Linked DNA regions of Mus musculus: region 2 is linked to region 1. Evidence: chromatin contacts called from public HiChIP or PLAC-seq data. All regions are on one chromosome and are shown on one strand. Each heading gives the region's core, a stretch centred on a gene start, on an enhancer-like site or on the middle of the called end of the contact. The rest is flanking DNA. Distances are from core to core; before and after follow the strand shown. Region 1 has its middle 74 kb from the start of Fbln2. Region 2 overlaps Slc6a6 (solute carrier family 6 (neurotransmitter transporter, taurine), member 6).

Evidence for each region. HiChIP or PLAC-seq counts read pairs in DNA pulled down with a chosen protein or histone mark.
Region 2: an HNF4G HiChIP or PLAC-seq map of pancreatic cancer cells shows a contact between it and region 1. The contact joins two enhancer-like sites. A contact is called at or near these places in 16 of 484 Hi-C or Micro-C datasets (B cells, the G1E-ER4 cell line, the N1E-115 cell line and 9 more) and 1 of 115 datasets of contacts at active chromatin or transcription factors (pancreatic cancer cells).

What each region holds. Positions count from the first base shown.
Region 1 is chr6:91,284,585-91,289,883 of GRCm38.p6, reverse strand. No RefSeq gene overlaps it. Among named protein-coding and RNA genes, the nearest start is that of Fbln2, 74 kb to the right of the region's middle. Within about 2 kb of position 3,068, at least 49 of the 459 cell types and tissues checked have an H3K27ac peak or open chromatin away from gene starts, as enhancers often do. A contact at or near this core is called in the N1E-115 cell line, muscle stem cells and pancreatic cancer cells, where this site is marked.
Region 2 is chr6:91,727,196-91,732,494 of GRCm38.p6, reverse strand. All of the region lies in intron 5 of Slc6a6 (solute carrier family 6 (neurotransmitter transporter, taurine), member 6), which reads right to left. Among named protein-coding and RNA genes, the nearest start is that of Gm44981, 8.0 kb to the right of the region's middle. Within about 2 kb of position 3,109, at least 157 of the 459 cell types and tissues checked have an H3K27ac peak or open chromatin away from gene starts, as enhancers often do. A contact at or near this core is called in the N1E-115 cell line, muscle stem cells and pancreatic cancer cells, where this site is marked.

The DNA.
Region 1 (5,299 bases), core at 1,819-4,318:
CCAGTGGGCCTCAGGAGAGAGATGGGTGGGTGGCTTGGGGGAGGGGGGTCCATAGTGTCACTGCCATGGCCTCAAGTCCCAATACCTCTCCCTTCCCCCAGTGTGTTCCACCTTCCCTGGCCTGCCTATAACTTTGACACACCAGGCATAGCTGCCACAGGGCCTTTGCACTGGCTGGGCTCTGGTTTTCCCCTTTCATCTCACAGGTTTCTGCTCAGGTGGTGCTTTCCCAGAAACCCCCTGGCCACAGCCCGAGCAAGTCACTGACCAGCAACCCCTGCCATCACCCTACTTGACTTCCTCCTTGGGTTTGTGCCTAGAACCCACACCAGTGTCCTACACGAAACCTAAACATTAGGATGGGAGCTGAGCTCCCATGCAGATAACCATCCCTTTGCATTCACCCTGGTGGCCCCATGGCAGCTGCTTCCCAACAGTCCAGGTTCCAGGCAGAGCCTGACCTCTGGACTCTGCGTAGAACAAGGCTCCATCCAAAAGAGCAGGCATTCTTAGGTGCCCCTCCTGTGCCCCTGGCAGGCTGCACATCAGGCATGTGTGTGGGCAAGTGGATTCTGTGAGCAGAAGGAGCAGCCCATGGTAAGGGAGGTTGACATCCAAGGGGGCTGCCATCCCCAAAGGGGGAGTCTCAAGGTTGCACATGGCTTTGCTCCTCAGTCTGTATAGCTTGTTTTCTGTTTTAGGAGACCTGGGACAGGGCAGCTTGTATGGTTTCACTCCTCAGGCCCTAAGACTGCACTCTAGCACAGTCAACTGCAGGCTCCAGCCCCGACCTCCACTTCAGATGGCATTAGACCATCCTTATTATTGCATCCTGGAGTGGTCAATCTTCCAAATACTTGGATGTAAGCAAAAGCTGCACTCCAGCTTCAGGAGTCTTTCTGAGGATATAACAGATACCTCCACTTGGCTCCTTTTCCTTCTGTCCTTCTTTGACCTGCTGTACAGAATTAAGTTATGAGGGCCAGAAACCTGACAGCCATCTTGGCTGTCCCCTTTGGTTTGGTAGAACCAGGAGCCAGAAGGAAGTTGGTCCCTTTGTCCAGCCTATACCACCAACTAGAAGATTTACATATGAAAAAGATAGACCTCCCTGTTGTGTTTAAGCCAATGGAGTTTTCTTTCACAGCCTAGCTGACCCACTGATTCATATTCTACCAAGATTGGGCACTCCTGGCTCCTGATCCACCCTTCAATACAATTTCAGGACAAAAACCATCAGGGTGCCCTCTTCTTACCAAATGGTCATCCAGTTGCTGCTTGGACACCACAGGGGAAAGGTTCAGCCAGTGCTGCTGAGCTGGGACAGGAAGCTGGTCTGTAGTCCAGGGCTGGAATCAGCCTCCTGCCCTGGGCTCTGGGTCCAGCTCTGGCCCCACTCCATCACCATCCCAGACCAAGACCAGGATTCCCTAAGGCTGGACTGTTCTTCTGTAGGCTCTGGACACCTGCTGCTGTGACTTCTGTATCCCAGAAGTGAGCTCCATCTCCATTTGAGGCGTTCTAAAGCTGGGGGAGGGTTTCAGAGGCTCCCTTGCTCCCCCAAGACAAAGAAGAGGATTAGGTCACGGAGACCAGGCTATGCCCGTGCACAACATTCTGGGCTTCTCACCACTCACCTGCTTTATCTCCTCACCTGGCTCTCATGGAGCCATCCTGGTTTGCAGATGAGGACAGTGAGGCCTGGGAAAGTAGAGAGAGGGGCAGCTGCCCAGCCTGGCCCTTCCTCCATCCCACCCCTGCACCTCGGCCCGCCCAGTGCTGTCCTGGTCGGTCGGGACAAGACTCCGACTTGCAGAAGAGATTAGGACTAAGGAGAAAGAACGCCGTCCTGGCCCCGCGCATGCCCTGAGTATTTAAATTCTTTTTCATAATTATCTCAGATAGTAATTACTGCAGAAGCAGATGCGCTTATCGCAGACAAGAAGCCACCTGCCTTCCCATTTTTGTCAAAAGTGGAAACTGACATTATTTTTGCGTTTTGCTTCAATGGCTGTTTTCACTGTAAGTAGCACCTTCACCACAAGGAAAGCAACCCTGGAGAGGGAGGGGGTGTCCAAGCCTCAGGGTGATTATTCCAATCCTGCTGTGGGCATTGCTCAAGGGCTTGAGGGGAGAGAGGAACATACTTCCACAAAATGTACAGCTGGGGTTCACTCCTAGGGAGAAGCGGGCACCCCTCCCCCACTACACCCCTCCCCCACTACACCCCTTGCCCACCATAGGACTACAACCCTCTGGACTCACCCACCCACCACAAACATCAGTGTCCTGGACCTTGAAAGAATTGGCTCCCATGAGAAGTTCTCATAAGCCCCCAAGAGGATGCCCCTCCAAGGACTGGGCACTCGAAGCTCTCTCCTCTCTCACAGCTTAACTCAGGGGCCTTCAGTAACAAGAACAAGGGACAACCTGAGAACCCTCCATCAAGGAAAGGTCCTGCAACCAGGCAGGATAACTGACCTTCAGGAATCAGGTGGGAATCCCAGGCCTGGCTCTGCCAGCCTCTCTGGTCCCCAGTGTCCCTTCTGTCAAATGGACAGTCCCAAAGGATCTTGACCACCTCTTCCCTAATGAATAAATCATTCCTCCTGGAAAGCTTTTGGCGTGAACACCTGAACACGGGGGTCTCTTTCCACTCTCAGCCCCAAGTCACAAATTGTAATTGTCAAGAACTACAATTTAGCGTACTGGGTACCTGGAAGGCATTGCTCATTGAGTCATTTATCTTGCCCCCAAATCCCACATTATGGGTCCATTCTCATTCCTCCTTTTCACTCGGGGAAGCAGACTCAGGGTGGGTGAGTTTTCCACAGCCTTACAGCAAATCTACTAAAGCACTCAGTAATCCGTTCCCGAAGATGAAAATCTGATTGCTCCCATTTCCCAAGAGGAGGCACCGAGGTTCGGAGAGCTGTACCTCGGGTTTGGGGGAGTACAGACCCAAGCGTGAGCACAGAGGAACTGGAAGGGAGCCCTGAGGAGTTCAGCCTGCCTTCTGGAAGAGCCCCCTACTGGGCGTGCCACCTGTCCCTCCTCACAGCTGCGTTCTGCTGCCCTCGTGTGGTCAGAAAGGTTGACGGGGCTTCGAGCCTCTAAAAATTTGCGCGAACAGAACAGACGTGGTCAGAAGGCAAGAGTGTATGGGTAAAGAGAGAGAGCACAGCCCCGCCCTGGAGTCCTTCTCAGTTTCCACTGACTCCCTGTAGGCAAGCCACTTCCTACTCTTTGTCCTAGCAGATCTGTCTAGGACAGTCTTCCCTGACTTTATCTCTTTCCAACAGCGTCCCCCAGCCCTACCCATTAGCCATGATGTGGATGTATTGATTGTCCCTGTGCAGAAGTGAACCTGGCCTAGGTACTTCGCGGTAGAGGCTTGGAATGGGCCCTCTTCATCACCCTACATGCCTCTAGTCAGCGAACTTGAGCTGATTCGGCTGCAGGCCCTCTAATGTGTCAGGCAACAAGCCCCGCACTATAAGCATTCGCCCGCTGCGGGATGCTGTCCACTACAGTCTGCACACCAGTGGGCAGCCTCCGAGGGGCGTAGACTGTATGACGCGGGAGGACAACCGAGAGCACAACGACCAAGGGCGACGGTCTCTGCTGGGAGGAAGAGGGTGGTCTGGCACTGAATTTGCCTCCCAAATCAACCTGGGGGAGCCTCTCATTGTTCTTGTCTCGCCAGGAGGAGAAAAGTTTAGTCTAAATGCCGTCTGGTCCTCACGAGCACCTGCCAGGACACAGTGCTCAGCGACTTGCTTCTCTGTGTCTCCACTGCTGAGGCCCCGCATCGCCCAACCTACTAGTCAACCGTGCTGTGATGGGCAGGAACATGTGTACATCTGGGAGTGATCCAGGTTTCCTGTCGCAACCCGGTGAACCCGCTACTCGCAGCAATCTCATCTCACAAGGCAGGAAAATCAGACACCAAGAAGTCTAGGAACTTGCCTATGTCTCACAGATGGGAAAAGGCAGAACGGAGATCTGAATTCTGCGGGACAGGACAGGGCCGTGGGCTGCAGTGTCTAAGCCCTGCTCTCTACTGAAACCCTTAGCGCACCAGCCCTGCGATCTGGAGCAGAGACCTGCAATCAGCAGGGCTCAGAGTGTGTGATCTCCGGGTAGAAAGTTCTAGGACCTGCGCCTCGGCTTTCCGCGGACCAGCGCCTAGCGCCCCTGCGCCTGGATAGCTTTCTGCCAGAGCCACCGCTCGGACACACGCACTGACGATCCGCGACGCTCGCAGCGCCTCCTGGTGGCGTCCAACATCCTCAGCGGCGGTGGCTTTGGCGCACGCCCTAGCTGCACTGGCCAAAGGCGGCTGGCCACGCTAGGGACTGGCACTCAGCAGCTGAGCTTCGCCACCTGCCGCTGGAGTCCGGGCTCTTCCTGAGAGTCCCGGCATGCCTGCCCCATGGCTCCAAGCCAGGCTGAAAGTCAGAGCCCGGAGTCAACGGCCCGACTTCACCGCGGCCTCCCCGTGAGCAGCTGTCCCGCTCTGGATATGTGGGCCCTGAAGAGGGACCCGGGAGTGTCCACCTGTGGCCACGCTGACTACGCTGCGCACCCGCCAGGCCCACATCCTGCCCCGGTGGGCGCGAGCAGGCAACGGCGCCCACCCTGCTTATCACTGCAGAACGGAGAGCGGGAAATGCCAGGGCCCGGGGCACGGAAAAGGGCGGAGAGCTGGTCCCTAAAGCCACGTGGGTTGGGAATATGCCTCTGGGTCAAGTGCCCAGGGACTTGATCTTCCGGCTACACTGCCCTGTCCTCGAGAGCTTTTCAAACTGGTGACGCAAACATCAATTTGGGGAGGGAAGGGGAGGGGTGTACAGCCAAAATAATGCCCCCCTCCCTGTGCGGCCCCGCCTTAGTCACTGGTCTCTTCACAGCTAGATCTCAGGCTACGGGGGATGGGGAAGCCGGGGGAGGGGGAAGCCGAAGGCAGGCCCAAGTCTAACAAAGGACTGGATGCTCCCTAAGCCCGAGCCAAGACTGTTTCCATGGTAACCCTCTTCAAGGATAAAGGAAAGGCTTGGTTCCCCCAACACGATGCTACTAGCTGTGAGAAGGGGAGCTGAGCCTTAGAACACAGGTAGGGAGACTGAGTTTGGGGAAAGGATAGGGACATGTTGCAAGTTCCCCTACTATCCAAGACACCCAGGTTTCCCACTGAAAGTCCATCATGTTTCCTAGAGCACCTGTTTCCTGAAGCCCCCGCTATTTCACACTGAGGACAGGAACACTATCTGTAAGTGACCAAGCTCTGAGGAAGCTA
Region 2 (5,299 bases), core at 1,860-4,359, 440 kb before region 1:
TCCACTACAAGCTAGGATCATCTGGTGCCTCGGGGCAGCATCATGGGGTACCTTCACAAAGCAGGCTAACGGTCAATCACGTCCAGTTGGGCCCCTGCCAAGCTGAGACCTGGCAGCACGCACCACAGAACAAAAAGCCCTTCCCATTTAACGTTCAGCACTTGGGTGCCAGCCACAGAAGCTCAAAGCGCGGGGAGAAACAGCCCACGTGCTCTCTGTGAATGGGCCACATCAGGGGAGAAAAATGTAGCCCTATTCCACACCCTCACACACAGCCCTCTCCCTGGCCTGCCCTCCACTGCTGATGATGCTCCGGGTGACTTGCTGAAGCCTGCTCTCTTCCCACCGGCTCCGACCACTCCATGGACAACATGCTGACAGCCATTTATTCAGTTGATGTTTGGCCATGAAACCATGTCTCTGTTCTTTGGGGCAATCCTTCAAGAAGCTCAAAACTCTAAAGCCAGATCTTCCTGGTCCTGACAGCCCCATCCAGAACACAACCACCTTGCTATCCATTCTCCCACCCTGCTAGGCAAGCCAGCTGCCCAACAGTGCTCACCCTGCAAGGCACCATCATGCAGACTAGCTCTGGGCAGCTAAGATGAGCATGTAAGTCCTCTGTTCCTCTGCTGCTGGGGACAGTCCCTATAGGACTCATGATGACACCCATGATGACATCGAGTGACATTTGAAGGTACATTTCCCTGACTCGATAACTCCATTTCCAAGACCATCTTCTATTATTCTTCCAGCATGGGGGCTCATAGACAGAGTATGCACCAAAGTGCCCCTCTGCAGGGTACAGAAAGCTTTGGGGCAGGCACACTGGAATGCCACATGGCCAACAGACCAGTGTCAAGTTCTTGATGTGCTGATAAAGCAATATAACACCCTGGGGGACAGAGGGAGCCAGCAGAGTAGGGTACATCTGCACAGGATGGCCATTGTGATAGAAATTGAACATATACCAGCAAGTAAGCATCACCCAGGGAGAGGGACTCAGCAATAAAGGCAGCTCTCTTGCTGTTTATTTGTGATATAGCTTTACGGACATATTTAAACATATTTAAACAGTTTGATGGTGGTGGTGGTGGTGGTTTTTTTGTTTGTTTTGAGACAGGGTCTCATGTAGCTCAGGATGGCCTTAAATGGTTGATCCTCTTGCCTCTTCCTAAATTTATGCAATACTGAAATAATACAGGTCTGTCCTCAGGTTTTACATAGCACACCAGGGTCACAAACTGTCCTGTCGGGCTCTGGCAAAGCCCTAGGCAGAGCTGAGCTGAGTAGCCAGCCACCTGAATGCCAGCAGGGACCCTCCCCTAGTGCTCTCTCTGTTGCTTCCCAACAAGGGGGACTCATGGATTCCCCTGGGCCTTCTCGCAGCTTTGAGCACAGGGCTCAGTAAACTGTGTGGTGCTGTGCATGAGGGATCGCTGCCACAGGGCACTCTCAGGTGCCTCCTACATTCTCCCACAATGCCCTGCTCAGGCCCTACCACATCCCCAACCCACTACAGTAACTCCTTCCCAGCCTCCCTGCTATATCGTCCTCCACGCTTGTCAGAGGGACCCCACAGAATCTGCAGTGCCAGCTCACATGCCCCTTGGCTCCACCTCTTCCCACCTCCATCCTAACCAGTCCCTGTTACCTTCCACTCAAAGCTATATGCTTGAAAGAATGTGGAAAGTACTTAACAAGAAGACTCGGACAGCAAACACAGGAAGCCAGACAACGTGGGTGTACAGCTGTCTGCCTCTCTCCCTCATCTGCCCCCTGACGTCTTCCTCAGGGGGTTGTGTGTGGTCCCTGAACTGTGGAACTAGTGGCTTCCTCAGCTGCACAATTCCACCATTCACAGACAGCCTCTTTCCAGGGCTCTCACTGAGGCACCGCTCCCCAGGACACCCTCCATCAAGAGCACCCCAGCAGTCCCCTTCCCTAGCACTAGTTCTGCAGTGAGAGCTTTTCCATTAGGATTGTACTTTCTGAATGGTTAACATGTCTGTCTACTACCAAGCTAGCTCTGTGTACACAGGACCTGCATCTGTCCCAACCACAGCACCTGGCACATGAAGGAGCTCACCTGACATTAGGTGAGGGAATTCATTAGAGCCATTTGGTAGCTGGGGAAAACTGAGGCTCAGCCTCTCATTGACCCTAGGCAGTCAGTCATCAAGCCTGGAGCTGGCTCCTTTCTTTCTGATGTCCCCAGTGTGCCTCAAGCCAGGACTTGCAGGCTTGGGCTCCTCACTATCTTCCAGAGGTAAGCTGCAGATCTTTTCCAAGAAAAAAAGGGCTACATCTTGCCAGGACGGGAACTAAAAAGGAGTGGCTGGGCTGGACATGTGTTTGCAGCCGGCTGCCCTGCTGCCGTCCAGTCAGCACTTGGAGATGTAAATTCGCCCTCGGAGTGGGCCAAATCGTTTCCTTTTGACAGCAGGCCAGCCGTTTATTGGCTGCAGCAGTCCCCTGGAGACTGGCAGAGGGAACAATTATAAAAGGGCCGTCCGTCCGCCTGAGCATGGGGCCCCCACACGGCCCTTCCCGCACCACCTCCTCCTTCCGACAGCTATGGAGGAAGATTGGCTGAGCAGGGTTTGTTTGCAAATATGACTCATTTCTTTGATTCTAATAGAATCTAATGATCCATGCTGGGCTCCCAGGGGGCTCTGCAGGAGCCTCTGAGGAAGGCCTGGCTCCAGCCTGCTGAAGGGCTTTTGGCCAGACCTGGCCCCGCCTGTCCTCTAAGGCCTGTGAGGGAAGCAGGAGTTTTAGAGACAGAGGTGACCTCAGAGGGTGAGGACCAGTGTGGGATGGGGCCACAGGGGCAGAAGCTCTGTGACCCCACCATGTAGCCACTAAACGTACCCTAATGTCAGCATAAAATGTCAGTCTCTGGAGCCTCCTGACTTCTCGTGGGAATCTGAGCTGAGGCTGTTCCTGGCTTTACAGGCAGGTAAGTATGGCAGGGTCAGTCTATGATACAGACCCCTGATACAGGAGTCCATGCCTGACCAGAGACTGAGGAAACACAGACGTGCATGCACATAGGCAGCAGTGCACCATGTGACCTGTGACCATGGACTCAGCTCCAGGGCCTGCCCTGTATCACGGTGTGGGATGAGGGGTGGAACACAGACCAAAGGTTCACTAAGAGTGGACCTGTGTCCATGCTGGCTCCCCAGAACCCTAAAACCAAAACTCATCCAGGTTCCTGAATGCCAGAGAGCAGATGTGAGTGTTGGGGCTGAGCTAACTCTGGCTCACAGAGCAGGAGGAGACTGAGGCTTGGCATTCCAACTGCCCTGACATCAGAGGGCTGGGACGTGTGGGAGCCACACTTAAGCCACACTGGGGAGGGGAGTTCCCCTCTGAGGTCTTCCTGCCTCCTTGGTAACCAGCAGATGGGAGGGGCGGCAGGGTGGCTGACAGTCATCCAGTGATTAGAAACTGGGGGAGGGGGCACTCTGCTCCCACCAAGCCTGTTACCCCTCTTTGGCTGCCAGACCTTAAGATCTGCAAAAGACACAAGGGAAAGCTGCCGGAACCTGGGCCAGGCTCAGTGAGCAGCACTGCCCTCACCTACTCCTCCCTGGCAGGGCAAGATCACAACGTGGGGAAGACAGGTGAGGCTCTTTAGCAGGGATGCGAGAGAGTTTCAAGGACAAGGCAGAGAGCAAGCAAGAAGCCAACGAGTGTCCTTTACCTGCAATATAGGGTTCATCAAGGGGTGCGGTGTGCACAGGGAGAGTGGCTGGATCCTGCCATGCATGATGGAGGGCCAGTGAACTGCATATGAAATGTGAGAGTTTCCCACAATGCCTTGCTCTTTCACCTACTTAAGAAATCTCAGATGCTAGCTAGAGGGCTGACTGGGAAAAAGCACTTGCCTTTAAATCTAACAACCCGAGTTCAGTCCCTGAGACTCGTGTAAAAAGTGTGAGAAGAGAACTGAGTCGATAGTCCTTGTCCTTTGACCGGCACGCATGTCCTGATGTGCTTACCCCAGCCCTCCTAAAATAAATCAAATGAAGAAGAGGAGAAGGAAAAGAAAAGGAAGCAGGAGCCTCTGCATCAAAATAGTTCATTGCTCTCACCCTTTTGCCTTCTTTTCCACTGTTTCAAACCCAACACAAGGGTAGGTTCTTGGGAGCAGGAAGCCCCACAGATTTGCTGATGCTTCTGCCCACTGACCGCGTCTGCACACAGGATCAGCAAGAAGCTGGCCAGGTCTTCACCTCAGCTTGCTCAGTAGCTCTGCTCGCTGGATCCCAGGCTCATGCTAAGGAATGCTTAGAGGTTCTTCTAGAATTCAAAGTCAGGTCCAGAGCCTGTGCAGGCCCAGTGTGGGCAGAAGTCAGCCCTCATGAAAGCAAAGCATACCCACGGGCACCACAGAGGAGCCTGCACAAGAGCCTGGAGAACCAGGGGTTTTCCTGAAATGGTTTTGTCTCTGTTTTCCTGATGAGGAACGAAAGCCATGGGGCTTCTACAACACAGGGGTGCTAGAGTGGACTCGGGCTGGGGATGTCTGAGCAGAGCGCTGAGCTTAAGTCTTCCAAGACCTTCATGTCATAATAGCAGGTACCAGGCAAAGGTGAAAAGAATGTGACTCCCTTGTCACCAGAGCCTGTGGGGATTTGAGGGGTTACATACAGATTCTAAATGCCCCAGAAAGGATGTTTAATCACAATGATGACATGACATGCACAATACCCTGAGGTGAAGGAGCAGCTTTTCAGGGTGGCCATGTAGGGCTGCAGGATGATCCCTAGGACATACTGTGACCATCCCAAGTAAAGGACACTGAGGCCCAGAGAAGAGACCACATCTGCCCAAGACAGAAGTGATAGAACACAAGTTCAAAGTCAGAAGGTAATGAGGTTCAGCAGACACCTCAGAAGCTGGCCAGGTGCCAGAGGCCTGGGAGGGGCAGCCCCGGTGTCCAAGCCATGCCAAGAACAGTACAGAAAGGCCAAGGCTTGTGGCCTTGGGCCCCTTCAAGGGAAAAGAATGAAATGCCAACATTCCTTTGTTCAAAAACTCAACTATCTGAAGGGTGGGGAACAGGGTTGGGGACCATGCTTTTAACACTCCCTTTGTTTGCTAGTGGAAAATATATACACCAGGAGACCCAAAGTCCCCAAAGCCCAGGGCCCTGCCTGGGAATGTAGTACAAAAGGCCCAGGCATGGCAGAGGCCACCCAAACGAAGCCTCCTGCAGATGAAAACAGCTGACTCATCCCTGTAGGAATCACAACACAGCTCCTGATGGTCCCTAGGTTTGCTTCCT